Regions from separate parts of the Hordeum vulgare genome. Here regions 2 and 3 are each linked to region 1. The links are chromatin contacts, called in public Hi-C maps. All regions are on one chromosome and are shown on one strand. Each heading gives the region's core, a stretch centred on a gene start, on an enhancer-like site or on the middle of the called end of the contact. The rest is flanking DNA. Distances are from core to core; before and after follow the strand shown.

The links. A called contact is a pair of places that touch in the nucleus more often than the background predicts.
Region 2: a Hi-C map of leaf shows a contact between it and region 1, with 5 times the contacts expected there. The contact joins the enhancer-like site here to the promoter of LOC123428162 in region 1. A contact is called at or near these places in 1 of 6 Hi-C or Micro-C datasets (leaf) and 1 of 1 datasets of contacts at active chromatin or transcription factors (embryo).
Region 3: a Hi-C map of seedling shows a contact between it and region 1, with 4 times the contacts expected there. The contact joins the promoter of LOC123428161 here to the promoter of LOC123428162 in region 1. A contact is called at or near these places in 2 of 6 Hi-C or Micro-C datasets (leaf and seedling) and 1 of 1 datasets of contacts at active chromatin or transcription factors (embryo).

The regions. Positions count from the first base shown.
Region 1 is chr2H:636,583,680-636,587,610 of MorexV3_pseudomolecules_assembly, reverse strand. It overlaps LOC123428162 (ubiquitin C-terminal hydrolase 22), which reads right to left and starts at 2,450. Exons shown (of 3, transcript XM_045112330.1): 1 at 1,642-2,450; 2 at 559-683. The coding sequence starts at 2,450.
Region 2 is chr2H:636,292,953-636,296,744 of MorexV3_pseudomolecules_assembly, reverse strand. No RefSeq gene overlaps it. Among protein-coding and RNA genes, the nearest start is that of LOC123428161, 21 kb to the right of the region's middle. Within about 2 kb of position 2,349, at least 1 of the 3 cell types and tissues checked has open chromatin away from gene starts, as enhancers often do. A contact at or near this core is called in leaf, where this site is marked.
Region 3 is chr2H:636,272,218-636,275,905 of MorexV3_pseudomolecules_assembly, reverse strand. LOC123428161 (glycerol kinase) reads right to left here and starts at 2,271. Exons shown (of 4, transcript XM_045112329.1): 1 at 1,838-2,271; 2 at 171-392; 3 at 1-85. The coding sequence starts at 1,977.

The DNA of each region.
Region 1 (3,931 bases), core at 1,201-3,700:
TCTCAAGATAAATCATTTTCTCAAAAAACAAAAAACTAGACCAAAGAGAATAGCTACTGTAGACTTTTAACTAAGGGAATAGCCATGAGCACCCCCGGTGGAGCACAATGCTCAAATGCGGTTGTTGGGCTGGGCGCCGCGGCTGTGCATGCCTCAAGCCAACTGGTCGACGCTCAGTTCTCTTCTCAAGATAAATCATAGTCCAGCATATCAAAAGCAAGACAAAGTAGATCATTACCAATAAAAACAAGTACATGAAGATGATTATTGTTTCCCACTTCTTTTGTTTGCCTGTCCTCCAAAGGTTAGTAGGACAAGCAAGAACTAAGAACAATACTTAAGGTGTCACAAATTATACTAGGATGCATCATGCAACTTGTAAACGATTGATCCAGAAAAGAAAGGGTGTCCCCAATCAAGACAGTCACTGCATACAGAATACGTGATTATCTTGAAAGCAATTTGCCAAATTTATGAGGTTTAGTTCATATCTGAATTCGTTGCAATACATGCAAGTCTTTAATTCAATCAAAGAGTAGAAAGAGAGGAGCTAACTACCTTGTTCATGTGATTTAGGCTGATCATCCTTTATATTTTCATGAATATGGTCAAGGATGGAGATAAAAAATTCATGTGCGTCCTGTTGCTCGTAGCTTGCAAGGTTTGTTGCATGCTGCCACCAGCTAAGAATCCAGAACGATAGTAATCAGAAGGAAATCAAGTACTTTCTTTCATAAACCAGAAGAAACAAGTAGTGCATCATATTTCCTGTGCAAGCCCATGTTCATCAAACAATATCAGCAGCAAAAAGACAAGGTAACTGCTTAGTTCTTACAAACATGAATTACTGTTTAAAAAATTAACTTCAGCTTAAGAAGTGTTGCAGTATTTCTCCCTATGATGACAATAGTTTTAAAATAGCTATAAGACATAGCACACACATGTTGTGTGAAGCAAAGGTATAAAATATAAACAGTTGGTTCCCAAGGAAATAAGAAACTTTTGGTAGGCCCTGGCAAAGTATCAACAAGACTAGCAATACTTATGGGCCTACCACAGATGCTATATACTTGCCTACCCAAAAGCATAGACTTAAACGAAGGAAAAATCAAAAGAATACAGCAATAGAGAGCGTGCATGCTTCACAACCAGTCAAACAAGTGACTTGACAGGAACTAACAGGTGCTCATGCATGTTATCACCTGACCAATAATTACAGTTCAGCGACCATTTATTAGGTAGGCATGCCAAAAGTACTTGCACAATCATAAGAAGGCATTGCTATATATGCTCTATATACGAGGGCATTTCATCAAACAGGCCATATACATGCTACGCAACCATTTTCCTTCTGTAGCAATACACACTGAGCAGACTTTGTCCCTTTTAGCTACAAATATCTTTTGTAGTATCATTCGATTCATATTAAGTATTCCTGCAATCTGCATGATCTAACTTCAAACAGTTGTGTGGCAATAGCGCACTATAATTTGCAGGAGACTATACAATCTAGTTGTCTCAAACAAGCCACTGCCCATAGCTAACAGTACTTCAAACAGCCATTTAACTAAGGGCTTAACTTCCGCAATACAAAATCACACTCCGACATCAACCAATGCAAATAGAGCTCGAGATCCGGACCTATAGAGGAACTTGGCGGGGCTGTATGGCGTGCGCTCCCCCGAGAAGGTGGCAGAGTAGATCTCGTCGAGATCGCACGCGAGGCACGCGGCCTTGGCCTCGGCATCCGTGGTACGGTGCCTCATGGGCGTGCGGCGCGGGCAGAGGAAGCGGTTGTGGCGATCCCCGAGGAAGTAGTTCCGGAGCGGCGGCGCGTGGAGGAGCGCCTGCAGCACGGAGTTCATGAAGCAGGTGTTGCCGAGGTTGTTGAGCCCGCGCAGGCCCGCCGGCTCGGCGGCGGACGCGGAGGTGGTGGGATCGGCGGATCGCACGAGCGCGACCTCGGCCGGATCTGGCGCCCAGGCGCGGTAGTCGACGCGCCGGCGCTTGCGGGGCGCGGCGGGGGATGCGGACGCGGACGGTGGCGAGGCGGAGGCGGACGGGGGGTGGAGCGCCGTGGACTGGGCGAGGACGACGGCGTGGTCGAAGTCTGGGTCGTAGACCTGGTCCCCGCAGGCGGCGCAGAAGAGCTCGGCGCGGTCGACGTCGACGGCGATCTGGTGGCCCGGGGCGGGCGCGGACGCGGCGTGGGAGGCGGCGTGCGAGGGGCAGAAGACGGTGGCGCAGGTGAGGCAGGCGTAGAGGCGGGGCGGGGGCTGGGAAGAGGCCGGGCAGGGGGAGCATCGGGGCACCTCGCGCGCGTCGCGGCGGATCTCGGGCCGGCCCAGCGGGCGCACGCGCAGGCACCGCCGGAGGAAGCGGAGCGGGCGCGAGGTTAGCCGGTGCGCGGCGAGGTGCGCGCAGGGCGGCGGCGCGGATGGGGTGGTCATCGGGGATGGAGGGGGCGGCGGTGGAGTGGCGGCTTGGGCGGTGGGGAGTGGGGACGGGGGGTGGAGTGGCGGCTTGGGCGGTGCGGGGTGAGGTGGGGGTGGGGGTGGGGATGGTGGCGGCGGTGGAGATGGATGGTGTGGATCATGGAGATGGAGTCAGAGCGGAGCCATGGGTGGGTCGCTCTGGTCGGGGCGGGGGAGGCGCTGCTACTCGTGCACCGCACGGATCGATTAGGTTCTCGGCAGTGTGTGGCAACTCCAACGGCGAGGCAAACGAACGCAAGTACGGACTGCGTTGTCATGGGGCACTGATTTTTCGGGGTGCCCGTCGAAACTTTCTTTTTGGCTGTCCATCGTCCAATCTGATGTGTGGGTTGCTCTGGGTCGGGGCGGGGGACGCGCTACTCGTGCACCGCAAGGATAGATTAGGTTCTCGGCAGTGTGTGGTAACTCCAACGGCGAGGCAAACGAACGCAAGTACCGACTGCGTTGCCATGGGGGCACTGATCTCTCGGGGTGCCCGCCGAAACTTTCATCCGGTCGGCTGTCTAGCGTCCAATCTGATGCGTGCGTCGCTTTGGGTCGGGGCGGGGGAGGCGCTACTCGTGCACCGCAAGGATCGATTAGGTTCTCGGCAGTGTGTGTCAACTCCAACGGCGAGGCAAACGAACGCAAGTACCGACCGCGCTTGCCATGGGGGCACTGATCTCTCGGGGTGCCCGTCGAAACTTTCGTCCGGTCGGTTGTCCAGCGTCCAATCTGATGTGTGGGTCGCTTTGGGTCGGGGCGGGGGAGGCGCTACTCGTGCACCGCAGGGATCACGATCTGATTAGGTTCTCGGCAGTGTATGGCAACTCCAACCGCGAGGCAAACGAACGCAAGTACCGACTGCGCTTGCCATGGGGGCACTGATCTCTCAGAGTGCCCGCCGAAACTTTCGTCCGATCGGCTGTCCAGCGTCCAATCTGATGTGTTTAAGGCCCTGTTTGTTTCAGAAGTCTCATGACTTTTTTTAGCCCCAACTAAAAAGTCCATAGTCCCTACCCATTTGTTTTCATGGACTAAACAGGGACTAGAGCTCATTAAATGACATGCAAAAGACCATGTTACCCCTAGTAATGTACTAGAAGTTATTAAATGACATGCTAAAAGTAGGGACACTATTGGAAAAAGTGCCAAAAAATTCTCAAAAAGACCCTCGACTTCTTCCTTTAGTCCCAAATATCCCCTTTTAGTCCCTAAAAGTTTCTCTTATTTGTTTCACATGGGACTAAAAGGGACTTTTTTAGTCCCTACACCCAAAAAGTCCATGGAAACAAACACCCCCTAAAGGGCCCTGATTAGTAATCTTCGTCGTCGCAGCAATTCGGCCGATAGTAACAAATGTCGGCAATGTTTGCAACAAAAAATGCCTCAATTGTAACAAAATTGACCTTACACACTCTAGCAAAAACAATTTCGTTGGTTATAGCGTGGTCGTT
Region 2 (3,792 bases), core at 1,100-3,599, 290 kb after region 1:
TTTATTTCGGGTTGCGGGTCGCCCACCCGGCCGGTTTGAGATGAAATCACTGTTGTCACCTTTTTGACCGAGTGTAACACGATTTGACCTCTTTCTAAAAGAAGTCCTTGTCTGACTTTTGTGGTGACATCAGTACCCATGGCGTTTTGGTTGCATGAAAAACACCATGGTTCGTGTTTCCTCCTCTGCCAAAGTCGTCAAATCCCAGGGAGAAAAAACGTTAGTGTTAGTACGTCATGGACCATGGCATTTTCAGTACAGCCAAAAGGCCATGAAGATTGGCATCACAAAAAAAAATGGTTAGACAAAATTTTTTAAAGGTAAACTTTGTTAAAAAGGTTGAAACTGTGATTTTGCCCCCCCCCCCTACGTCCAAGGATGTTTTTTTTCGAGTTATGTGTCATTTCGAGAGGGGCAAGCTATTGAGGCCCTGTATGGTTTCAGGAACTAAACATGAACTAGAGGTTATTAAATGACCATGTTACCCTTATTAATGGACTAGATGTTATTAAATGACATGCTAAAAGGAGGAGCACTGTTGGAAAAAGTTTCAAAAAAGACTCTCCCTTAGGCTTTGTTTGGTAGAAGTGGATTGGAGAGGTTTGGGGAGGAGGGGATTTGAGGGAATTTGGTGAATCCCTTCCTTCCACCCAATCCTGCCAAATCCTCGAGGCTTTGCTTCCACCAGTCCCTCGAGGAGGGTCCTGGAACACATGGATAGGAAGGGACTAAAGGGGAACGGAGGGGATTCGGCTAAGCAAACCCCTCTTACCAAATGGACGCCTGAGGTTCTGTGGGGTTTCTTACCCTCCCGGGGATTTTCCTCTCGAAACCTCCTCAATTCCCCCTTGCCAAACGAGGCCTCAGGGACTTCTTTCTTTAGTCCCAAATGCTCACTTTTAGTCCCTAAAAGTCCCTTCTGTTTGGTTTAGATGGGACTAAAAGAGACTTTTTTAGTCCCTACATCAAAAGTCCCTGTAAACAAACACCCCCTGAGAGGGAGAGAAAATGGTGGGTGGGGGGGAGGGGCTTGGAGATGTTTTCGACATTGGTGTCCGGAGCACTTCATTGGTGAAGAGCAAACGTCGGTACATGGCTAGAAAGGCACCGCTCGTAAGGTTGGTCGTAATGGTAGTATCATATGTAGTATCATGCATGCCAACTAGGCAATTTTGATGAGGTGTCATAGAATTAAATGAAGAAAGAGAGGTTGAGTATCATATTATGATATCGTATCATATTAAATGTTGTGCTACTACGTGTCATGCATGACAATAAATGAAATATCATATGATAATAACATATGATACTATGCATTACGGGTGTAGTATCATACACTAGTATCATATGCATGATACTACTATATGATACTCCCCATTACAACCAGCCTAAGTCTCCTTTCCTTTTTTTTTGGATTCGATGCACCTCACCCTTGTTTGAGAGCCAAAGACCAGGTCTCCTCAGTGTTTGAGTGCGGCTGTGCGGGGCAATGAGGGAGAAGATCTTTTCACATTTTTACAAACGTTAAAAAAATACTTTTAAATGTGTGTACTTTTGTTTAGTTGGCACGAACGTTTGTTGAATGGTATGAACCATTTTTCAAATTGCACGAACAATTCTTCACATGTCATGAATATTTGTTCAATATTTATTTTGAGAAATTAAAGTAAATTATTTTGAAATTTATTTTTACTATAAACAAATAAAAAAAGAAACATAATACTACCGGACCCACCCATTACATAGTCTCATTGAGGCGAGGTGTAAGTCTATCTTGCAATAGGCCAGATACAGCCGATTTCAGAATAACATCCATAAATTATCAACTGCTAGCGTGTGGCACAACCTAAGCCAAAAAGAATATCAACCTATTTCTTAAGCCCATGTAGAAATATACAAAAATGCTAATTGGCGAACGTTCGCTGGGAAGACAGTTCCATCGAACGACCACAAACGTATAGATAGATTTATTTTAAAAAGAAACCGCTGCTGGTTCTTTTCTATACATGGCAGTTTCCCGTTCTGTGCATGTCATTTCCCTCAAAAACGCATGACAATTTTCGTTATTTTGGCTTGGGCAGGGGAGTGTTCACTGGCAATTCGCCCCAACAACGTTCGCAGATAAACACGTCCTAAATATAAGACTTTGCTTCTCACATTATGGACCTACTAAAATTGTGTGACATTGACTCAACGAGATCTCCGTTGGCAAAAAAAAAAAATGTCTCCCGAAACCATCGGGAGGGACATGCATTCATCGGTTTTAGATCTTTCCCGCAACCACTGGTAGGGATTTTGCTGTCACGTCCAAGGTGAATTCATCGGTCGATATGGACAGCCGGGTGGCTCAAGCGGCTTAGAAAATTTCAGGGAGGATTCTTGGTGGAGTTATCATGGCGACGCGGATGGTTTTGTGGTGCAATGATATTCTTGGTGTGGGTGCTTCTCGTCCATATGGCAACTCGTCGATGTTAGGGTTTTACTTTTCTATCTTGCAAAGTCTGTTTTGTAAAACTGCATTAGTATTGTTCTTATCTGAACGAAGCAGTTTGTGTCTAAATAAAATAAAATTGTATGGCGAGTGGTCGACACGTCGGTGACCTATGCGCCAAAACTTTTATTACATAAGCTAGCACCTCGCACATGTTAATCCATGTCGATGGCCGAACTCATGTCGGGTGGGCAGTTTGGTTTGGCACCCTTTAGCATATATAGGACGCACTGATTTCTCCATTGTTGAATAGTCTACTTAATTTCCAGCATTGCAAGATGCTGAGATGGCCTAGTGGACTCTACAAGATATATTTGCCTTCTTGGGCGCGACGGCCGAACGTGAGCCTGTCACATTGGCGTCTGTTATATAGCAAGCAGCATCCCAGTTTCATTTCACCCAACAAAAGCTTCTTTCAGTAGTGGAGTGACAGAGCCCAAACCATGGCCGCTAAGGTGTTCGCAATGCTGGCTATCGTTCTGGTCCTCACCCATGGACATCTCCCAGTTGTGATGGGCCAGACGACACCGCCAGATCGTCCAAAAGACTTGGCACGTCAAGCTGCTGCGCCGGGTAAGACCTTCAAACGTAAACTTGAACGCAGTCGTTCTTGCTATGTATTTTCAATCTCATTCTACGGTTCAGAGAGAAAAAGAAAACTTGTTCTTCATTTACATGTGTTATTTCTGTAGGTACAAAAATTTGCAAACTTTTTATGGCAACACTAAACGTAAAAAATTTCATAGGAAGCGATCTATTTGTTTCTTTCCACCCTGCGCTTCGCTTTCATTTCCTTGAAAGTTGAAACAAAGGGAGATCCAGTCTCTTCTTGCATACGTAATACGAATACTTGGTCAGATTTTAACGATTGCTTCAATTAATTTTTGTTCATGATAAATTGCAGCACCAGCTGGGAATGGTGCACCTGCATCCTCTGGCTTCACTGAGGAGAAGGGATGGTTCTTTCAGCGTCCCTTAGCAAGGCCAACACCTCTTCCTCCTTCCTTAAAGCTATGAAGTGGCATGTAGTTCTCTGCAAACTATCTTGCTAGAGCCTGTATGTGCTCATTGTAATAAAGCAGAGTATGCAAGGCGAATAAGTACACCACTACTGGCTACAAATTGTTGTGTTCCCCGCTATGATATCTTCCAAATTATATATGATGTATTCTGCCTGGACACAAGGATGTGCATGGGCAAAACAGTGTGCTAAATATCTGAGATAATATTAGCTTCTCAGTTATGAGTTATGACCTGTAACTGAGATAATATTAGCTTCCCACACACACGCAGGGCTAGGA
Region 3 (3,688 bases), core at 1,022-3,521, 310 kb after region 1:
CAGAGCACTGAAGTAGGTACTGATTGGTAAACCACATGTCTCCACAAAGTGCGTTCTACCACCTGATAGCTCACTTTCCAGTCTCCTGAAGAGAGGAAGCATTAAACACAATCAGAACACCAAAAAACATAAAAATGTTAACACAAAGTGGCAGTTGGATAAAAGGAGACCTGCAAATAGAGCTAGTGCGAACATCCATCCACACAATGGCATTGTAGAGCGGAAGGCCTGTGGATTTGCTCCACACAACGGTAGTCTCCCTCTGATTTGTGATTCCAATGGCCTTCAAACCAGCATCCACATTAAGTCCACTGGCTGCAGCTTTTTCGAGTGTCTTTGCCATGCAGACCTTCACACTCTCCATGATCTCCATAGGATCATGCTCGACCCATCTTTTAGTTCACATCAATACAAAGATGAAAAAAGTTAGAAGTCATCTTCTAGCTGCGAATTTAAGGGGTGGCAAACAACAGTATAACAAACCCAAGAAGAAAACTGTCAGCGCTTTACACAGGAAGATGGCACTACAGACTGTGAACAGAATCAAATATCATAGAATACCGCACATAAAGCAACATTCGGCATGGCATTTTTCACATATAGACAAATAAATGGAAACAGGGGTGAAACAAATAAAACCTTTTATGTTGCTTCAGAACCCAGTTTACAGGTAAGAAACATTTAGTCAAGTGAAGAGCAAGAAGATTTCAGCCCAAAGGCGCATCAAGGATAATTAGCACTAGAAGTGTATTAGATTTGAAGCAAGGCCAGTCATCGATCTGGCCCTTTTCCGTGAATATGTAGAAGGAAAATGAAATATTAAAACTGAGTCAGGCTAGTCATATGCCACAACTGTTAAGAACATCAAACTGCTCTGTCATAGAAAAACCTCAATCCTTAACAACTCCCTTTTGTAATTGTGAAGCATGGAAATGTTATCCTCCAGTAGCCACCCAATCCATCTGGGCCATAGGTTTACGTACTCCAGACAACAACTCATTTTAGAAGACAGCATCACAGCAACTCTTAATATAAGAAAAGAGGTGCCAGTGCGCAGTCTCACTCGCATCTAAATAACTTACTAGATAGCCTGTAAAGCAAGCAAGACTGGGACTTCCGTGACTTCATTAACTCAGGAAGTCAACTATCATGCCTGTGCTGTAGGAAAACAAGGAATATTTATCTATCATATCCCAAAACTATTCATAACACTATACACCGTACTGTTCAAAAGTTCAGTAGAGTAGCTTGTTGTGCATACGGTGGCTATGTAAGCACTAAGCACTACTAGAAGATCTTGAGATCATCGGAAAAAAATGAAGGGAAGCGCATGATCCTGATTGTCAATCGAGTCATGAGACTAAAGGACAGAGTAACAGGGCAAACCTGAAACACTGACATGAGATGACATAACAGTTAGCTTGCGGCCTGAAGTTTGGCGGTCGACATAAACAGGAGCATATAAACAGACACGAAGGTACGTACAGCTCCAGACATAAAGCACTTGATGATCCTAATTGTGACATCACATCACATGACACCTAAACTGACAACTGAGTCACCAAAAGCGCACGGTTTGCTTGCCAAACTACCTGAATTCCTGAACCACTGACATGCCATAACATAACAGTTGGGGCTGTACTTTCGCACTGGACAAATCCGGAGCGTATGGTGGCAACCGAAAAGGCGGCACAGCTTAACTAGAAATTCCCTAATTATACGTCCGGGTCTACCAACCAGCCGAAAAGAACGATCAGGCCCCTCGAAAATTCCACGGGCACGCGTAACGGATCAGACGACGAAATTGGCAGCAGGGGTCGTGGTGGTGCGCGCTTACCCGGCCTCCGGGTAGTGCTGCTTGAACTCGAGCTGGTGGGAGGCGACGGGGCTGGCGTGGCGGTCGTAGACGATGAACCTGGTGCTGGTCGTCCCCTGATCGATCGACGCCACGTACACCTCCTCCCCCTTCCCTGCCATGCTCTCAGAGTCCCAGTCCCCACACGCCTAGAGCAAGCTCCGCCGGCGGGCGGACAGAGGGGAGCGGCGGCGGGAGTGAGCTGGTGGAACAACCGAGGAGGGGGGCGGCGTCAAACTGGGAAGCGGTTGGGAGCTGAGAGCGGACTGCGGCAGCGGGGCGGAGGGAGGGAGGTTATGGGCGAGGAAGGTGGGTGGATCCGATTGGGAGGGAGGTGGATGAGCTGGGCGTGGAAGTCAATGACTATCGGTTGTCTGACTCTGATCTGAGACTGCTAGTGGTTCGCCTCTATCTCCTCGCGCTGCCTCTCGGCTCTGCACGGCACGGACGGGGTTTCTGCGACGAAAATCCTGCTATTTTCCGCCCGCGCTCCCACGAAACTGGGGATGCCAGTTGGGGACGGATAACACCAAACTTCAGTGTGTCCATCCAAACGGACGACGATTTCGTTCGTTTTTTGTTTGTTTGGGTCGGTCGTCTGTCTAGCGTCTACTCTGTTTTAGATATGGGTCGACAGCGCGTCCAATGCGCCGATTCATATGTGTCGGCGTGGTCGGCTGACCGTCGTACCGTGCATGATTTTGCATAGTTTGAATCAAAACATAATTTAGATCGAATAAAATAGCATAGTTATTACAAGCCGAATAATAATAGCATAGCTCTCATGTAGTTTTGCAAACGAATAAAAGAAAATAAATTTATTGGTTGCTAACACGAGCCCACATATGCTCAACCAAATCATTTTGCAGTTGCACGTGAGTTTTTCAATCACGCAGGTCTTGATGAAATTGGATGAACTGTTTAAACGTTGCCGCTCCACCGTGCTCAAGCACAACATTCTCACACTGAAACAGAAACCCTTGATCGTACAGACGTTCCGGGCGCTCGTCTTCTACGATGATATTATGCATGATCACACAAGCAGTCATCACCTCTCATAGTTTCTGCGTGCTCCAGGTATTAGCAGGGTTGTGTATTGTCTTGACAATAGTGGTTCACTGAGGATAGATACCGTCGCCCAGGTAGTATCCTTTGTCGTAGTTGTGGCCGTTGACAGTAGAATTCATCGGTGGGTTGTTGCCTTCGACAAGCCTAGAAAACACCGCCGAGCGCTGAAGCACGTTGATATCATTGTGTGATCCGACCATGTAAAAAAACCGTTAATTTCAGAGATCTTCAGACGCCACGGCCTCTAGTATGACAGTGCAAGCCTTGACATGGCCCTTATACTGCCCTTTGCCAAGCAGAAGAGCAGTTCTTCCACTCCCAGTGCATGCAGTCTATGCTATCAAGCATCCCTGGAAAGCCCCTGTTGTCATTCATCGTCAACAAACGGGTTGTATCTTCAGCAGTCGGCTCTCCCAAATACTCATGGTCAAACACAACAATACCAGCCTTGCGAAACTTATACAGGGACTCTAGGCAAGTACACTCGTTCATACGGACGTACTTGTCAATGAGATCACCGGGCATTCCATATGCAAGCATTCGGATGGCGGCAGTGCATTTCTGATAAGAGGAAAAACTATCTTGCCAATGGCATCCTCTTTGCACTCAAAATAGTCATCATAGCCGACCACCCCCTCTCTAATACGGTTGAAAAGATGCCTACTCATACGAAAACGACGGCAGAATTTTTGATGTTTGAACAACGAGTTTGTTGTATCAAAGTAGCCCTTCTAAAGAAGGAAATGCCCGCTCTCTCGGTTGCAA